Linked DNA regions of Canis lupus: region 1 is linked to region 2. Evidence: chromatin contacts called from public Hi-C data. All regions are on one chromosome and are shown on one strand. The core of a region is the stretch at or near the end of the contact, and the rest is flanking DNA. Distances in the headings are between cores, read along the strand shown.

Region 1 (4,112 bases), core at 1,157-3,656, 97 kb before region 2:
CGAGAAACAGAGAGAGGCAGAGACACAGGCAGAGGGAGAAACAGGCTCCATGCCAGAAGCCCGACGTGGGACTGGATCCCGGGTCTCCAGGATCACGCCCTGGGCTGAAGGCGGCGCTAAACCGCTGAGCCACCCGGGCTGCCCTAAAAAGTTCTTTCTTGACCATTGGCTCCAAACGCCAACATTTTCTTTCTTTTATTTTTTATAAGATTTATTTATTTGAGAGAGAGCCAGGAACGCTCGCGTGTGCGGCGGAGGAGAGGGACAGAGTGAGAGGGAGAGAGAAACTTTAGCAGACTTCACACTCAGCACGGAGCCTGACACAGACTTGCATGTCATGACCCTGAGGTCATGACCTGAGCCGAAATCAAGAGTCGGTCGCTTAAGAGACCGCACCACCCAGGAGCCCCCAAACCCCACATGGGACACCCAGCTCCCTACTTCTCCAACCTGGCCCCCAACCCAGACAGCTTCCCAGCAAGGCCCGGGGTGAACACCTGCCTGCCTACAGCCCCACAAGGCCTGGTGACCCATGGCACCTGCTGGGTGGTGCTGGGGAAAGCCGTTCCTCACTTGCCTTGGGGTGGACAGGGGGCTCCCCAGGGAGGCCTCCCTCCAAGGACTGCCAGGTGGACAGGGTTCTTCCTCAGAGCTCCCTGTGAGCCTGCTCACCTCCACTCTGCAGCTGGCAGAGGGGGACAAGCCTGAGTTTGCCCCCTGAACTGGCACTTCCTCCCCTGCTCAACGGCTCAGGTGCAGGATCCAGGCGTGGAGGCCTTTGGGCAAGCTCCCAGGGCCTATGGGGCGGCTCCCCCTTTTCCCAGAAAGAGGAAGGAAGGCCCAGCATCTGGGGAGCCAGGCCTCCATCCCCACCCTCTCTGTGACCAGAAGCTCCACCCTGTGACCTGGCCTCCCGGATACTGGCCATCTGGGGGGTGGAGATGGTCCCCAAGGAGAACACCTCCCCCACCACCACCACCACTGCCGCCCGGGGCAGGAGGACATCTGCCCTCTGAACCCACTCTCCCCAGCCCCTTGTGGCCAAGGAAGGGGCCAGGTTCTCCCACTTCTCTAGAGGCCCCATCGTGGCCCTTTGCCCTCTGGCGGACACTGCAAGCCTTGGCCGGCCCAGAAGCAGGCTGCTCTGAGGACCCTCATCTTGGCCCCAGACAGACCCCGCCCTTGCCTGGGCTGCAGAAAAGGCCTTCTCTGATTCCTGAGGCACCTGAGGGCTGGGCTGCAAGCTGCTACCCCTCAAGTCCCAAGGGGGAAGGCAGTTATGCAGAGCATGATGCAAACGCATGGATATGAGCCCCCCTTCCCACAGCCAGTCACCCCACCCCCCCACCCCTGTCCAGATGAGAAGCCTGCTGTGTGCAGAGGTGCCCAATGCATGCAGAGTCTCCCACCGACAGGGTATGGGGTGGGCAGGTTGGGGGTGACGGTGGCTTTCAGAGGATTTGATCGTGATAGGAAGACAGGGAACAGGCAAGGGGGCCAACCGGCCAACGATGGTGGTCCCCCACTCCGGAGTAAAGGGTGACGTCGGGCGCCAGGTCCATACGTCACCGTGGTAAAGCACACTGGTTCCTTTCTTCCTTCATTTTTTCGACAACCATTTGCTTGGTGCCTGTGGTGAGCGGCTGCCCTTCTGGGGGCTCGAGGTCCCGCAGGGAGACACACTCACGACGGGGAAGTAAGGTCAACGGTGTGTTCGAAGGAATAAGGACAGCCAGGTGAGGGGCACCTGGGTAGTTGAGTCGGTTAAGCAGCCCCCTTGGGCTCGGGTCATGGTCCTAGGATCCTGGATCAAGCCCCATCTTGGGCTCCCTGCTCAGCGGGGAGTCCGCTTCTCCCTCTCCCTCTGCCCCTGCCCCTGGCTTGTACTCTCGCTCTCTCTCAAATAAATAAATAAAATGTTAAAAAAAAAAAAAAAAAAAAAAAGGACAGCCAGGTGAGGGAGATGAAATGAGGGGCAGGTGGGTTCCAGAATTCAAAAGATGGTCAGGGCAGGCTTTCCTTGTGGAGCTGATTGGCCCAGGCATGAGGGGTGAGCCACGGAAAAATATGGGGGGACAGCTGGAGCGACAGGCCCGGGCGACTCTCTAGGAGTGTGCCCTGGGCATTGCGAAGGCATCGAGACCCTGGGCAGCAAGGTGGGCGGTGGGGGGGTGACCTGGTGGCTGCCTTGGCAGGAGCCGTGGGAGGGGACCCCATTAGGTGGAGCTGACCTGGGAAGGGTACCCTGGAGGTGCTGGGAAGTGGTTGCTTTGGAGAGTGTTTTGAAAATACTATTATATTTTCACCTTATTTGCATTAAGCAAAAACAAAAAGCAGAAACAAAGCCCTGTGTGTCCTGTGCCGGTAGAAGCACAGGGGCGCTGCGGGCACACCTGAAACGGGAAGTGGGAAGGGTAGGAGGTCCCAGGGGACACAGGCGCCACCGCGGTGCCCCTAGACCTCGGTGGTCTCCCTCCCTGCGACCCTCCTGGGCTACTGCTGCCCACCCATGGGTGCCACCCAAAGCAGCCAGGGGCAGTCCCCGGGAGGAGGGCTATTTATATAAACTGTTGGGGAGGAGCCCCCTGGGGTGAAGCCTATTCCAGGGGTCCTTGGGCGTGGCCTCCTAACTTCCCCCTGGGGCAACGGAAAGGTGCAAAACAGCCCGCCTCTGGAGGCGGAGTTTTTGCAGCAGCCAAAAAGTCCTCGGCTACTAGGCTCTCCGCAAGTGAGCCCGTTCCAAACTGAATTGGGGCAACTTCTGTTTTTGTTTTTGTTTTTGTTTTTTTTAGATTTTATTTTTAAGTAATCTCTACACCCAACATGGGCTTGGATTTATAACCCTGAGATCAAGAGTTGCATGCTCCACTGCCCCAGCCAGCCAGGCGCCCCTGGATGGTGCAACTCTTGATCCAAAGCAAGCCTTTGCTCTAAGTTCTGACGCTGAGTTTCCCAGGGAGCGGAGGGGGGGGGTGCGGGTGGAGGGGGAGCTCAGAGGCCCAGCTCTAAGCCAGGCCTCTGCAAAGCCTTTAAGGACTAGAGGTGTAGCCTCCTGAGTTAACCTGCGCTGCGGAGCTAAGAGAAGCACAAGCACCCACTGCAAACTCTGCGAGCTCGCCCTGCAGAGGAGGGGGAAGGACCCCGCTTTGCCCAGCACGCGGAACCCCGTTTAGCTTTGTGACTGGGCATCAGCTGCTTAAGCTCCCCTTTCATAAAACAGCAATTGGCATACCCCTCATAGCCTCTGCAGTCCTGAGGCTTCACAGAAATGTGCATGTAAATGCCTATCACCCCCAAACCGAAAAAAAAACCAAAACAAGACAGTCAGACCTACTCTCTTACCCTTTACCTTTGTACCTAAACAGTCAACGCCGAGGTGATGTTAACACTCTCCGAGCACCCCTGACGGCCCTCACTCCAAGCCTGGGACCTGGTTGAAACTTCTGAGACCAAGGATGCTCCGTTTGGCCAACTTTAAGCAGCTGCACCTGCGAATGTCCCCCCCACCGAGTCCCGGCAGTTCATTCGGGGAGTCACTTATCGGGCAGCGGGGAGGGTGTCCAGCCTTGCTCTTCAGTGTCTGGTGAGGTCGCCAAATTGAGTAAAATAGCCAAAAGACAAGGTACCTAGTTAAAGTCCAGTTTCCGACAAATAGTAAGCGTCATTTTAGTTTAAGTATATCCAAGCCACAAGTGGGATATACTTATCCTACAAGTTATTCCTTATGGATTTTTTTATTTTTTAAGATTTTATTTTATTCACAAGAGACACAGAGAGGCAGAGACATAGGCAGACGGAGGATAAACAGGCTCCATGCAGGGAGACCGATGTGGGACTCGATCCCGGGTCTCCAGGATCACACCCTGGGCTGAAGGCAGGCGCTAAACCGCTGAGCCACCCGGGTGTCCCAAGTTATTCCTTATGGATCGGAAACTCGCCTTTAACCGAGCACCTTGTATTGCACCTGACAACTCTGGTCCCATCTGCCCCCAGAGACTTCTTGCAGTCCAAGCTGTGTTTTTATCATTCGGTCTTTCCCGGAGCTGAAATGGCTTCTTTTTTGCATTTTATTGCTTCACAAGTTGCAGCAGTAGAAAGGTCCTGTCAGCGGG
Region 2 (4,148 bases), core at 1,590-4,089:
TTGTCACTATTTTTACTGCTTTCCCGACAGGCGGCTTGGCCTGGTGCCCAAAGGTGAGCTTGCAGTGCGAGCTGGGGCGACTCCGCCCTGTGTGTCTCCGGCACGCGTGCCTCAGTGGGGTGCTGGCAGGTGTGCACTGGGGCATGGACCACTCTGCTCGGGGTAGGGGGGGGCCTGGTCTCCCGGCCTCTTGAAGTGGTCTGGAGTGTAACAGGTGACTGCTTAGCCCTCTGAGGTCACGACTGTGGTGTCTTCTTGTCCCCTTAGATTTTTGTAGGGTCTGAGAGTCCTCTGAAGTTTATTGCAGAATATCGTGGTGGAAGTGAAGGAGAGGGTGTAAGATGACATTTTTCTTTCTTTCCTTTTTTTTAAAAAGACTTATTTATTTATTTATTTATTCATTCATTCATTCATTCATTCATTCATTCATTCATGAGAGACACACAGAGAGAGGCAGAGACACAGGCAGAGGGAGAAGCAGGCTCCAGGCAGGGAGCCCCATGTGGGACTCCATCCCGGGTCTCCAGGATCAGGCCCTGGGCTGAAGGCGGCGCCAAACCACGGAGCCACCCGGGCTGCCCAGATGACATTTTTCTTGAAGAGAGCCTCAGGGACAGCCTCTCACCAGAAACGGTCTGGAGCACCTGCTTTAGAACTCAGAGGTTTTTATACTTAATTTCGTCATCATATGTTGGAAGATGCACAATTAGCCTCATTTACTCGTTCAAACAAGTATTTATTGAGTGTCCACTGTGTGCCAGGCAGGATTCAGGGTGCTGGGAATCCATCATTGGGGACCTGCCCTCTCCAGGCATCTGTCTAGTTTAATAGGAAGCAGATACGTACAGATGAATCTGTCTTTTTTTTTTTTTTAAGATTTTATTTATTCATGAGAGACACAGAGGCAGAGACACAGGCAGAAGGAGATGCAGTCTCCTCGAAGGCAGATGCTCAACTGCTGAGCCACCCAGGCATCCGTAGATGAATATATTATAATAAAATGTCAGGTGATGGAACGGGTTATGACCATAGCAGGAGGAGGGATCTGGGCCGGATCTGGGGGTTAGGTGGCGGGTTGGGAAGACCTGTCTGCAGAGGGGACATTCACCAAGCACAGACCCTGGCTGGAGGGTTCAGGTGGAGAGAACAGGAATATGAGGCCCTGAGACTGCTGGGCATGAGGAGGAGTGAGGGGGGCAGGTCGGGAGGGAGTAAGGCCTGGAGGTGGCCGGGCCCATGGGAAAGGTCAGAGGCCTGGCGAGGGAGCGCTGTGAGAGCCCTGGGGCCACCTGGTTTGCTCATGCACAGCGCTGGACCGTGTGGAAAAGGGACTGTAGTGTAGGTGTGGGCAGAGCAGGAGAGGAGGCCCAGGGTGAGGGAGTGAGGGCTCTCATTGAAGAGCTGGGAGCCCGCAGAAGTCTTGGGATTCCGTCCAGTCATCTGTGTACCCCAGCGTGCTCCCTTGGGCTGAGGGCTGCCCACGGCCAGTCCTCTCTTGTGCTGTCACTCCTGTGGCTCTGCCGAGTGGCTCCTAGTCTTATGGGTGCTAGGTTGGTAGAGGCGTTGGGCACAAAGGTCAGGGCTTGATAACAGGCTTATGGCCCTGCTGGGAAGTGTGTAGAGGCCCCAGCCTGCCTCTCAGCCTCTGTGCTCAGGCCCAGAGCAAGGGATGCACCCTTGGGAGTCCCTCCCTGAATGGAGGTTTCCCGGCTGTCCTTTAGGTCTTTCCCAGCAGCAGAAACGTCCCGCCTTCAGAGAGCTTGCACCTGGAAGGGCTGTTCATGGGGCATTATCTTGATCTCCTGGGGCATGGGTACCACGTGGCTTCAACATCTGTGGTCTTTATGTGGAGAAAGATCCCAGTCCACATGGGTCTACAGGGGGAAGTGGTGGGGCAGTTGCAGGTCTCACCAAGGTGGCCAGTAGGTTCAAGATACGTGCTGCCCTTCACTCGCACATGCTCTCCAAGGCCAGCCAGGGCCAGAGAGGAAAGCTGAAAGACAGGTGTCTCTCATGCCTTCCCAATGGGGCGATGGTGGCGGGTGGGTACTGAAAAGCTCTCGTCTCGTTACACATAGAATCTGGGTACACCTTTGTGTAGCACGCAGATATGATTCCGTGAGAGCAGGATTTCCTTTGGGGCTGGCAATTAGGAAAAACAGGTCTAAAAAAGCTTGTTAGTGGTCAGTAACGAAAGCAGGCTGGAAGCTGGGGCGAGGAGCTGTTGGTATGTGCGGGGATGGGCTACATGCCTCTCATGGCTGGCCCCTAGGTTGTAAGTAATAGATCTACGTTTAGGCAGATTTCAGAAATAAGAGATACTCAGAAGACCAGGTCCTTTCAGTCTTGCCCTCCAGGTCCTTTCAGTCTTGCCCTCTGGTCCAGGAGCCTTGGATGGCATGGTTCACATCAGCCTTAGCCAGTGCCAGCCCCATGGGTGTTGGGGACACACTCACTGCTGGACACACTCACTGCTCCCAGCTGAGCGGGCTCCGGAGAGCCGGCTGCATGAGGAGCATGGAGCATCCCCAGTGCTTTTGAGTCTTTCTGATTGTGACATTGAGAGAGTCAGAATAGCAGTGGCAGGTGGTGAAGCTCAAAGGCTGGGGGAGGTCAGCCCCTGGTCCTGGCCCCCCCAGCCTCAGGCTTTGTGGAAAGAGGGGCAGAAGCAGCTGAGCCTAGTGGAGGCGGAGGGCCGGCACTGAAGCAGTCAAGGCTTACCTGTTCCACCTGGACCTCCCTGGGCATCTGGAACAGAATGCTAGGGGCCAGCCAGCGCACCCCTAGTATCTCAACACAAGATAAGGTGAGCCACATGGTTGCCTACGCGACAGTGGCCCCATGGGGCGGTACAGTTGGCTGAGTGACATACGCAGGCAGGCAGGCAGGCGGCTTTGATGTGGCCCCTGTGTGTGTGTGGGGGGGTCGAGCACATTACAGGAACAGGCAGCAGAGCATCGTCATCTCTTACCCAAGGTATTCTTGGAAATGCTCTTGCTCTGAGTGAGAATTAGGAAATGGTCTTCTATTTTAGGCTTCTTGGTGTGTATTACATGTTGTTGATTCGCTCACGATGGTCATGCGCTCCTGTGGGCCCCTTTACAAGGGTCATGTTGGCAGAAGAGAGACCGGCGGTGGTGGGGAGGGTGTGAGGAGGCGGGCTCTGAGCAGGCCGGCAAGCCTCACAGGGGAGCCAGGCCGGCTCCAGCACCGGACAGTGGGCTGGGCTTTCTGGGCCGAGCGTTCTCGGTGCCAGTGATGGTGTAGTGTGGAGGAAGAGACAGAGGCCAGACCCAAGTCTGAGCTCCTGCAGGAGAAAAGAAGTCCAGGGCAGCAGATGTCCTTGGGAAGTCAGGTTTTGGGAGTAGCCTGTTTAGGAGAAGAAGTAGCTGTGACAGGCCCTGGACCGTGCCAGCAGGCCATGGGACTCGGAGGAGGGGGGACGGGTGCACAGCAGACCACCTGCCTGGCGTCTGTTTCAGAGCACAGTTTAGGATTCTGAGACCATCTGCAGCCTTCCTGACAAACATGTCAGCATCCCGGGGGATGGGGGCAGTATCCTCTATCCCATGGCTGCTTGTACTGTACCCTGCTTTTTGTCCAGCTGTGTTGTCAGCCGGCTCATTTCCTAGCAGAAAAGGGGAAATGGTGTTCTCTGGGGCGGGACAGAAACTTTCAGGTCCTCTTAGCTTCTCTCCTCCACCGGCCTCTAGTGGACTTTGCGTGTCTGGCTTTGGCTGTCCCTGAGCCCCTAGCAGGGACGCGCATCTAGTGTCCTGTTGGGTGTGGTGTGTCCGCAGCCCGAGACAGAGAACTGCATGTCCCTGGGTGGGAAGGGATGCAGGATGGAGTGTATCCTCCATACCCACCTCCCCCCGGCAACAGCTGTATTCCCGCAGACTTGGGTAGGAGCATTGCTGTCCCCTAGGCTGCCATAAGCCCAGTGGGGTCTTTCCCCTTGGTGCTCATGGCAGGGCCATGGAGTCTCTGGCCAGGGTGGGCTTCAGGTTCCAGTGGCCAGGATGTGGCCGAGGCAGTTCAAAGAGCTGGGGATCAGAGGCCCTGAAGCCTCTGGGAAGGGCTGTGGTTAGCACGGGGTGGTGAAAGCAGAACCTGAGCATGGGCATCCAGGGGCTCCCTGAGAAACC

What was found. A called contact is a pair of places that touch in the nucleus more often than the background predicts.
Region 1: a contact with region 2 is called in a Hi-C map of blood, with 2.4 times the contacts expected there. The contact joins two enhancer-like sites. A contact is called at or near these places in 2 of 9 Hi-C or Micro-C datasets (blood and skin fibroblasts).

Annotation. Positions count from the first base shown.
Region 1 is chr9:3,793,750-3,797,861 of UU_Cfam_GSD_1.0, reverse strand. No RefSeq gene overlaps it. Among named protein-coding and RNA genes, the nearest start is that of TMEM235, 34 kb to the left of the region's middle. Within about 2 kb of position 2,406, at least 2 of the 20 cell types and tissues checked have an H3K27ac peak or open chromatin away from gene starts, as enhancers often do. A contact at or near this core is called in blood, where this site is marked.
Region 2 is chr9:3,696,887-3,701,034 of UU_Cfam_GSD_1.0, reverse strand. The region is part of intron 7 of PGS1 (CDP-diacylglycerol--glycerol-3-phosphate 3-phosphatidyltransferase, mitochondrial); the gene reads left to right. Among named protein-coding and RNA genes, the nearest start is that of PGS1, 26 kb to the left of the region's middle. Within about 2 kb of position 2,839, at least 5 of the 20 cell types and tissues checked have an H3K27ac peak or open chromatin away from gene starts, as enhancers often do. A contact at or near this core is called in blood, where this site is marked.